Linked DNA regions of Rattus norvegicus: region 1 is linked to region 2. Evidence: chromatin contacts called from public Hi-C data. All regions are on one chromosome and are shown on one strand. Each heading gives the region's core, a stretch centred on a gene start, on an enhancer-like site or on the middle of the called end of the contact. The rest is flanking DNA. Distances are from core to core; before and after follow the strand shown. Region 1 holds the start of Ntf3 (neurotrophin 3). Region 2 overlaps Ano2 (anoctamin 2).

The links. Hi-C and Micro-C count contacts between places; a contact is called where the count stands out from the background.
Region 1: a contact with region 2 is called in a Hi-C map of psoas muscle, with 5 times the contacts expected there. The contact joins the promoter of Ntf3 here to the enhancer-like site in region 2. A contact is called at or near these places in 6 of 12 Hi-C or Micro-C datasets (frontal cortex, kidney, mammary epithelial cells and 2 more).

What each region holds. Positions count from the first base shown.
Region 1 is chr4:160,666,145-160,671,153 of GRCr8, reverse strand. Ntf3 (neurotrophin 3) reads left to right here and starts at 2,247. Exons shown (of 2, transcript NM_001270869.1): 1 at 2,247-2,464. The coding sequence starts at 2,447.
Region 2 is chr4:160,455,058-160,460,230 of GRCr8, reverse strand. Ano2 (anoctamin 2) reads right to left here. Exons shown (of 24, transcript XM_017593038.3): 14 at 1,390-1,464. Among named protein-coding and RNA genes, the nearest start is that of Ntf3, 210 kb to the left of the region's middle. Within about 2 kb of position 2,005, at least 14 of the 93 cell types and tissues checked have an H3K27ac peak or open chromatin away from gene starts, as enhancers often do.

The DNA of each region.
Region 1 (5,009 bases), core at 998-3,497, 210 kb before region 2:
CATATTACAAGGCCTGTTGATTGCAGGCAGAGACAGACCCTCCTGCACCCTTGAGTTGGAAACAATGCAGTCTTCCTGACGTCGCCCAGGTCTGGCAAAGGGAGGCGGCCAGCCAGTGCACCGCATCTGCAGAACAAATCGGAGTCTCGAACTCTGCTGCCTTTTCTTCTGACTGTTCATATTTAAGCTTGCCCCTCTTAGACCCCTCCTCCCTCCAGACCGCCAGTGACCGGGGAGCAGCCGGCGGCGGAGCAGCCCACACGTGTATTTAACCCGTTCCTTCCTTCCTTCTCCGGGAATCAAGCACCTCTTTGGTTGCAGTCTGTAGAGCCCCGGGACCAGGAGCTTGAGAAATGAGCCCCTAGAACTCCGCTGGCAGGGAGACTGGCGGGAAGGGAGGGGGAAAGCGGGGGGGGGGTTGGGGGGGAAGGCAAGTGCGGGAAGTGGGGGAGGGCAGGGGCGGGCCAGAAGACCGCGAGAAAACCAGAACCTCACAGAGCACGCCCAAGCCAAACCTCCAAAGTGCTGTGTGGCAGGGTGAAGGGGAAAACTCTGCAGCCGGATCGGATCCCGAGGAAGAAGATATTTTGGCCGGAGGGAAGCCTTTGAAGGAGAACCCAGCCCTTTTGAGGGACCATTCGAGGTGACGTCCTTGGGCCTCTGTGGGTGCTGCAGGCCATTTTCGATGTGGCAGCCCCCGTCAGCCAGGATAATGATGAGGCAGGTACAATCTATCTAGTATGCAGCCCCCCCCCCCCGACTCTGACTCTCCATCCTCTCTGGCCTCCCTTCACCCCGCAGCTTCTCTCGGCCTTAACCGGTGAGTGCAATTCTGGCACTCCTGGGTGTGGACCAGACCCATACATCTCCAAGGAATGCGTGTTCAGGTTTTGAACCTGGAGCCTTGCTAAACCTCATTGCGAGCTGCTTATCAGACTCCATCAGGAGGCAAGGAAGAGGTGGGCTATTAAATCGCCTCTCCTAGTGCGTGTGAGTCAAATGTCCTGAGAGAGGCAACTTGGAGGGGAGGGGGGAGGGGAGCACTTGGACTTGAGTTCCACCTTGCAAGAATGAGGGAGGCAATGAGGAGCGATACTATACTACTTTCCCCTTACCACTAGGATTCCCCGCCTCCCCCTTCACTTCTCTTGGATCGCAATTGAGCAAAATCTAGATGCTCTCACCATTGTAAATTCTGAGAGGACCAGCTTGGGTCAAGTGAGGGTCTAATGAATAGCTAAAATTATCTATAAATAAGACCTCTGCCTCCACCCTGGGATCTTTTCCTGGAATGAGTCTAGCGGTTGTGGAAGAAAGCACCGCTATTTTCAGGGAGTCCAAGAGGTGTGTTGCTTTTCTTCTGGGCAAATTGTTTTTGTACAGAGTGGTGAGTGCTGGGCCAAGGCTCAGCTCCAGGGCCCGTCCTACCTTGAAAGGAAGGGGTAAAGAAGTTAAGGGAGTGTGTAAGAAGTGGGACTTTGACTCGTGCCTCTCCTTTTCTCTCACACACATGCGGCACACATGCAAGCCACCCCTCCCTTGGTTGCTCAGCAGTCCCTCTCGCACCAGACCTCAGCAACTTAACTTCCTAGACAGTTTGAACTGTGCTTTAGGCTGAGGAGTTCAAGGGCAAGCAAGCAGATTCCTGTTGTTGTTAGAGGAGGGATGGGGGATGGGGAGGTTGATAAGGGGGTGGGGAGAGATCCAAAGCTAGAAGGGTCTGAGGTTTGGAGGCAGAGCTAAGGTTGAAGCTTAAGCTTTCCTGAGCCAAGGGGCAAGAAAGGCCTTCTTCTGCCTGGTTAAATAGAAAAGAGAAAGAAAGAAAGAAAGAAAGAAAGAAAGAAAGAAAGAAAGAAAGATTAAAAGAAAAAAATCAAGAATAAGACAAATCAAAGATATTAGCGTGTAAAATATGATAAATTGGATGTTTTCGTCGGCTCCTCTCCATCTCTAAAAGGCAAGGTCACAAGAGGAGGTACTAAAGAATAGGCTATTTTGAGAGGGCTTATTTGCTGTTTGTTCGTTTGTTATCTTTTGAAATGGACTAGGAGAAATGACTAGGTCTTCCCTTTGGTCTCAAGAGCAAACTCCAAAGTGCCAGGGCACCGGCCTGCAAGTCACTGCGGGCGGGGCTCGGGGGCGAGTGGCTTGGCGCGGAAGGGGTTAAGGCGCTGAGCGCGGAGCCATCTGGCCGGGTTGGCTGGTTATAACCGCGCAGATTATGTTCACGGGACTCAGAGTTGAAGGCTCCTCTCCTTACCCAGCATCTCCGCGCACCGCCCCGCGAGATAGCCCGGCGCAACTTTCTTCCCTCTTTCTTTCTTCCTCCCGTTTTTTTCCCACCGCTGGGTAGTGGCTGCGGCAGGGGTGGGCGAGACTGAATGACCGAACTCGAGTCCACCTTTCTCTTCATGTCGACGTCCCTGGAAATAGTCATACGGATGCCATGGTTACTTCTGCCACGGTAAGGGGAGGTGGCGGGCACGTTGGGTGGGCAGGTCCCGGAGGGGGTGGGGGATCGCGTGGGGGAAATTTTCCTGGGGATCCGCGTGGGGGCCCCAATTCTGCACCCAGCCCCACCCCCATCGCGCAACACACTCTTAACTTTTAGGTTCTTGTGCCTTCCCTAAAGTTTGAGCTATAGAATCTGCCCAGGCCTTGGCGCAATTACCACCACCCTCCTTTCACATGCATGCACACTGTGCGCGCGTGGATACGGCTTTCCTCCTCCTCCTCCTCCTCCTCCTCCTCCTCCTCCTCCTCCTCCTCCTCCTCCTCCTCCTCCTCCTCCTCCTCCTTGTCCTTTTCCCTCTGGTCCCCTGGCTGCTCAAGAAACCTCCCTCAGTCTGGGAAAGTGATCAGATTTGAGAAACCTGCATCGGGAAGGGAAGGAGGTGAAGGCGAGGGAAAATGGGGACCACGAAAAGGCAAGAAAGGGATTCTGCACACCCGGCTCCACCTCATGCACACATACACACCTACAACCCTCCGATCTGGTTCCCCCAGAAGACTCCCGCGCATACTATAACAAAAGCGAATAGCAGACAAAAATGGGGCTTGGAAGAGGCCATGATCCCGGCTTGCGCCCTGCACCCCGCTGGCCACCAGACAGCGATCGACCGACCGCCTCACCACGCAGCCAGGCAGGGCGTGGGCTGGGGAGGGGGGTGCAAAGCTTAGGACCCGACCGTCAGGTTGGGGGAGTTGAGACTGTAAGCCCAACAGTGCGTACCTGCGTTATTGTCCCACATAAACCTTTTTTCTCTGAGAGGGTCCCTAGCTCCAGGCTACTCTGGCCAGCGCCAACCCAGTGGCTCCCCACCCTGGGTCTTCGCGCAGATGTTAGAGCTAGCGCTCAGCCTGCGGGTCTGAGACGCAACCAGGGAACGGTGGGTACCTAGGCGGTGCCATCGGTAGGGATTTGGTACCAGTTTCTCAGAGTTCTTTTTAGGGTCCCCGCCCCCGCCCCAAGAGGTGGTATGGGAAGGCCGGGAGCTTTAGAGACCCTCAGAGTTAGGTCGGAGTTAGAAGAACCCACAGCGAACTGGACTCTTTTCTGTTACCACCACGGAGCTCTGCATAGTGGTGGATACTTCTAATGAAATTTGGCACTCTTGAAGGTGTGGAATGGGAGGGGGTGGGGAGGTCCTCTTTCCTTGTCGCTTTCGGGAGTGAGTGGGTGTGCATCCAAGAGGCGCTACTGCTTTGCGCAATTTTGGCGTTCTTCCGCAGCGCTCAGATACGCCTTACTGGAACTCCAGCACCGAATGGTGTGGACACAGTTGATTAGAGAGGTCGCAGGCTGGAATTGGAATCGAGGTTCGCGTATTCCAGATCTGGGAAGCACCCACCAGATTGACCCCGACCTCTGGCGACCGGCGGGTAGCAGGTTGAGAGTCTGAGTGAAGGCTGCTCTAGGACGCGGTCCCAGCCAGGGCAGGCTGCTTGTTAGCTAGTGTGCTGGAGCCCCTGAGCCGGGACTTGTTTATGAGTGTGAAGAGGTTGGGGGCGGGGACCTGATGGGGGAGGGGAAGGAAGACTGTAAGGGTGGGTGTTACTCGCTGAGTCTGAGGCTGGAGATTCTGCGGGTTATGGAGTGTGGTGGCAAACCTGCTTTTCAGTAAAGGGATGTCTTTCCACTACAAACCAGCGGCTGAGGAAATAGCTAACTAAGCACACTGCCCTAAACGTCAGTTGTTCCAGGGAAGCTTTACAATCGGTTCTGTTTTCTAAACAGCCCGAACTTTGCCAGTTTACTCCTTCTTCCCTGATCTTGAGGTGTTGCTCAAAGAAATTTGAGAGGTGGAATCTAGAAGGTATAAACCCAACTATCTCTGCCTTCGAATGAAACAGACCCGAGTGTAACGTTGGGAGAGAGTGGAGAGAGAAAAAGAGAGCAGCGGGCTGCTGTATCTGTATATAAAGATAGAAGAAAGTTTACCCGGCGTTTGCCTCGGGGAGAGCAAGTAGGATTGCCCTTTGGTGAGGGCTATGTTGAAGCTGGCCTTGAGAAGATCGGATCTGTTTGAGTTGGGTCTGATTTCTTAAGAAGGGAGACCGATCCCTGGGTGGCCAGAGAACTAGTTGGGAGGGCTTTCTCAAGTCTCAGTGAGAGAGGGGCTTGGGGGGTAGGAGAGTAGAGCTGGGGGTGGAGCTCGCCCCAGCTTCTTCCAGCCTGGCTGGCCCTGGAGGGGTGCAGAGCTTGTGTGATGGGCATCTGTGTGCTTAGCAGGAGATGAGAGCTTGTGGGAACATAGGTGTAGCTAATGAGAAATCTGTGTCTGGGAAGGGTGTCGGAGCTGGGGAAGTGTAGTATGCTGAAGACAGATGGCTTGTGCGTGCCTGCACAGACACATGGGGTGGGTGTGGTGTGGGAGGGCGGCTGTGTGTGTGTGTGTGTGTGTGTGTGTGTGTGTGTGTGTGTGTTAAAGGTGGACATGTGTGGGGGCTGGATGCCTGAAGATTACTAAAGGGATGTAAAGGGAGATTACCTGAGGAGAGTGGAGTGT
Region 2 (5,173 bases), core at 756-3,255:
AGCCTCCTAATTATCAGGGTTATAGGTGTGTACCACCACTTACACCTTCTCTAAAAACTACTACTACTACCACTGCTTCTACTACTACTACTACTCCTACTACTCCTACTACTATATTATTATTATTATTATTATTATTATTATTATTATTATTATTATTATCTTCTGTCCTTCTCTGCTTTGGTGCCTAAGAGTAGCATTAAGCACACAGTTGCACTCATTTAATATTTCCTGAGTGAAGAATAAACTCTTCAACGGCAATATGCACCTTGTGGGAGGCCCTGAAGCACTAAATCGATTCAACTTTCTATCATCGAGTAGAACACAGCTCTCGGCTCCCTTGTATAACGCGCCATGCCTTGGGCTTGTTTGGCAGAGAGAGGGAACCAAAGTTAGACTGCTAAGCTTTACAACTCTGCACTTGGTCTGCAGGGTGAGGAGCTGAGTTTGATGATGTCTAGGCTCGATAAGAACATTTATGTTTGGACAAGGTCTCATTACATAGCCCAGGCTAGCCTCAAATTTGAAATCGCCCTGACTCTTCCTCCAGAATGCTGGCATTACTAGAATGTGACCCCATTTCTGGCCTGGTTTAAACTTCTCAGATGACATGTTTCCTGTCCCCATTAGTTAGGATGCCAATATTAATAAAGACAGTAATAAGCTCTACTGAGTCAGGAAGAAATCTCCCAGTAGGTTCAGAAAATAACGATGATTCTTGCAGTTTTTAAAAATCAAGTAATCCCCTTTGTCTGCAATGCATATGCCATCCTGCTAAGGAAAGTGAGCTGTTACATCCACAGTCTTCTTAGTTACACAGGGCCTCGAAGTAAAGAAGGACTGATGTTAGTGACCTAATGTGGGCCATTGATGACTCCAGCTGCTGATCTGACTCCAGCACCAGTCAATTTCAGTTTCTTCCCTCAACTTTTCCTAACATTGACAACACCATTCATTCTCAAAAATAAGTAAATAAAATAAAAAGTTTCCACAAACATGGGGAAGTAAAAAAAATAGTAAATGCAGCATCCACAGAGACAGTAAAGACTGTAGGTCCCTAGCTGACTCTCTACTGTGCCTTCCAGACATTGTTAGCATTAGAGAGAGGCACTCTGAACCCAAAAAGGCTCTCACACACACACACACACACACACACACACACACACGTACCACAGCAAGAATACATCCCACTTGCAGGACACTGCAACTTTACCTATATACAGTCAGTGACTTCAGTACTGGGAAAGTTCTTGGCTCCACCATCTGGTACTGTGGCCTCTCTTTTGTCAGCCCCTCACTATTCCACAGCATAAAAACATGCCCACCTTACACACACTCACTACAGGGTCAACATGCACACAGTCCCAGGCAGGTGGTCCCTCAAATTACCATAAACAAGATGGAGACAGAGTTCATCAAGTATCCTGGGAAACGGTCTTTCCAAGTCAGTTTATCTTCATCATCCTGAGGTGAAACAGGAGAATAGACACAATCAGAAGGCACAAAGCACAGATATTCATTCATTCCTGTTTTGCGTAAAATTTGCATGCCGACCATTTGCTGCTTTTTGGATATTTCTGTAGTAACTGATGTCACTTTACTCTCAATATCAACAGTAGCCCTCTTCATTTTGATTGATAGCACACACCTCCAATCCCAGGACTCAGGATGCTAAGGCAAGAGGATCATGACTTTGAGCCCAGCTTGGGGAACATGGTGAGTCATAGCCCTGAAGGATGTTTAGAATTGAGCCAGCAGTTCCAGCAACAACAAAAGACCCTGAAGACCACCTGAAGTCATGTTTGCAAAGTGCAGAGAAAATAGTGAAGAACGCGGTGTTAGCCAGCAGGGAGCCACCCATCACTGCTGGCAACAAGTCAGACTCAAAGTGAGCTCAGCAGGACCCTAGCCCCTGCTCCCTTTCGTCTCCATCCATGCTGTCTCTCAGAACAGACCTGGTTTGGCTCTAGCAACAGTGCCATCTAGCCTCTGAAAGCTTGTACTGTAAGCTGAGTGCCTCGGCCTACGGCTTCTTTCCAGCATCCTTTGTGTGCCCATGGCAGTGCCAGACACAGTGAGGAGAGTGAACAAAGTCCTTCCAATCACTGTCCTGGGGGGTTCACAGCCTAGAGAAACAGTGACAGCCCAGCCACTCTCAAAGCGTGAAGAATCCCCCATCAGCTTGCTCAGGAGTGAGGGCTAACTAGGGAGGGAGCTACGGGACTGTAGGAAATGGAAGGATTTGCCTTGTGCTTTTGGAACAAGAAGAGGGTTGACCTGGCTTGAGGGGCAATGCTATCATTGGGGTCATTTAGTTCCTAGCACTTCCACTTACAGGTGATTTATATAAGTCATTTACTCCAGTTTTCATAACAGCCAGAGAATGTGGTCTTAGACTCCCAGTCTAACAAGCTTTGCCTCACCCTGTAAGAGCAAACTAAATTCTAGACGATGACCATTCTGAAGAGATAAGACTCATTCATGTAAACCTGTTCCAATCAGACTGGACTAAGATTCATTCACACTTTCCCAAGTGAGGCCAAAGAGAAAGAGGGAGTGGGAATGCCATGCCATACTCCGGGTTCACCAGCATACTATGGCTTTCCTACAGTACCCTGAAAATATTGTCCTCTAAGATATTGGCAAGGAAGTCTGAATATGAGCTCCTGATGACACGGCACCAAACAGAAAAAATGGATTCATGGAGGGGTTTTGTCTACTGCCTTCCCAGCTACCACTAAGAGCTTATCAAACACACTTGGGTCCAGTCCACTCATCAGACCAAGCCTGAGCATCTTTGATGAAACAAATTCTGGGCAGGTGCTGAGGACACAGAGAGGCCCAGAACTAGGGTAAAGACCTCCAGGACCACAGAGACAAGGAAGCAAAGATAAGTCGGACTGAGAAGATGATTTTCACGCCAAAGGAGACAACGGAAGAGCATTGAGTTAGATGTCTTCTCAGGAAAAAAAAAACATTCATTGTTGACATAGATAGCTTTGTGTTTAATGGAAGACCACCCCTTTCATGCTGATAGTGATGGGGTTTTGTTTAGAAGGCACACATCTGAACATACACATAGTTCCTACGGTCAGACATTATCCAAACACAGGAAGCTGAGAGAAAAGTCAAGGTTGCACACTGTTCTCCAAAGCGGGTTACTAATAAAGATAACAGTAAAACCAAAAAAAAAAAAAAGTAGTTTATTTGTTTTGTGTTTGGGTTTTAGAGATGAGGTCTTCTTACACAGCCCAGATTGGCCTTGATTCGTAATCCTCCTGCCTCAGCCTCCCGACTGCAGGGACCTCGGACATGCACCATTTAGCTGGCATAAAGAAGTTTTTAATTATAGGAGTTTGGCACTAATTAAAAAAAAGCCAATGAATTCCTGCCATTTGCTGGTCCATGCAAGGTGTGAAGATTCATTGTAAAAGGGCATTCACTTCCTAAAACACACGTCACCAGTGTGAAAGAGAACTAGGATTGGGAAGAGGATATGTCAACGCCGAATACTGAGCTCTAAAATATTTATTGTGTCAGTGACCTTAGTAAATTCCCTGCAATTCTGGTGTGTGTGTGTGTGTGTGTGTGTGTGTATGTGTGTGTGTGTGTGTGTGTGTGTGTGTGTGTGTGTGTGTACATATGTGTGAGCATGTATGTGGAGGCCAAGGGACAACTTCTAATGGCTCTTCACCTTTTTAGAGACTCTTATATCTCCCCATCCCCCAGCATTACTATATACATTCACCACCATGCCTGATCTACTTATTATTTAAAAATAAAAATATGGGTCTTAGGACTGAACTTGGATCTCCATACTTATAGAGCAAGCACTTTATACACTGAGCCATCTCCCCAACCCACAGCAGTTTCTCTACTGTAAAGATAACCATACCCCTTATTTGTAAATCAGTTACAGCCATCACACTAAATTGGCATGCCTTTGATGAAGCCCGCCTAAGAGCACTACAGGCATACCAGAGAATGCTTAGACTTTCCTACTGGTAACATGAGGATGCCAAAGCCAGGCTCAAGGAAGTGACAGAGGTATTGTGAAGGTCACATGAGTGAATTTGTGGGACAGAGCTTTAGAAACTGTATGGTGCATACAGCAATGAGCTCTAATCAGCTTTGATTACATCAAAAGCAGGTGATTATGGGGCACTTAGCTAATGTCGCCATTGTTCAGACACCAGCCTAGCTGTCATCTGTTCTTACTTCTTTGTCTCTGCTGTCTGTGTTTGTGTCTCTGGCCTACTGCTCCCACATACAGATCTGTGTCCAAGAAATAGGATAATAATGTCCACATAGAACCTCACACAAGTCCCTGTTTGGAAAACTGGGTATTTAGAAATGAAACCACTTAGAAAGTAATAGGCAAGAATATTATTTCAATTAATCCCTTGGAGGAAAGGAACTTTGAAAAAGTGGCAATTGTCCTGGTTTTTATACATATTAATATAGTAAAATTCATCTTTATTAGAATGCAGTTCTGCATCTTTCGATGACCCTCTGCAGTCATATACGACGACCACAAAGTAAATCAAAATAGAAAGTGATTTTCTCACATTTCCTCATGCTCCTCCTTTGTCTGTGACCTCTTTCTCCAATCTCCAGAACTAGCAAAGTCTGTTTAATGTCCCTCTAGTTTTGGGTCCTGCGGAATGTCACCAAGTACACTGGAGTGTGTATCTCTTCTTGGGTGTGGCCTTTTCGACTTTGCACAGCTCACCTGAGACCCACCCATACTGTTGCCCAGCTCAGTCGTTTATCCCTTTCACTGTGGGATGGTCTATATTTCATCATTTTAGTCCATTCTCCCACTCGCTGCCCTGAGGAGTGTTTGGATTGTTTCCAGCTGGGAACAATTAGGAATGATGCCCTTCTAAAATCTGTATACCCATTTGGATACAAATAAAAAATAGTCATGTCCCTTGGGCAAATACCAAAGTAGTGGACTTGCTTGATCACACTGTAGGCCTATGCGTGACTTTATAAGAAGCCACCAAACTGCTTCTAAAGTGTCCAATGCCCCTCCCATCAATAACATGTGATAGCTCCTTGTTTTCTTTAAATACTTTTCCTTTAGAACAGGTTTAGATTTATAAAAAGCTTCAAAGGCAGTATAGACAATTGTATATATACCTTGTGTTCGGTTTCCCACAGAAGTTCA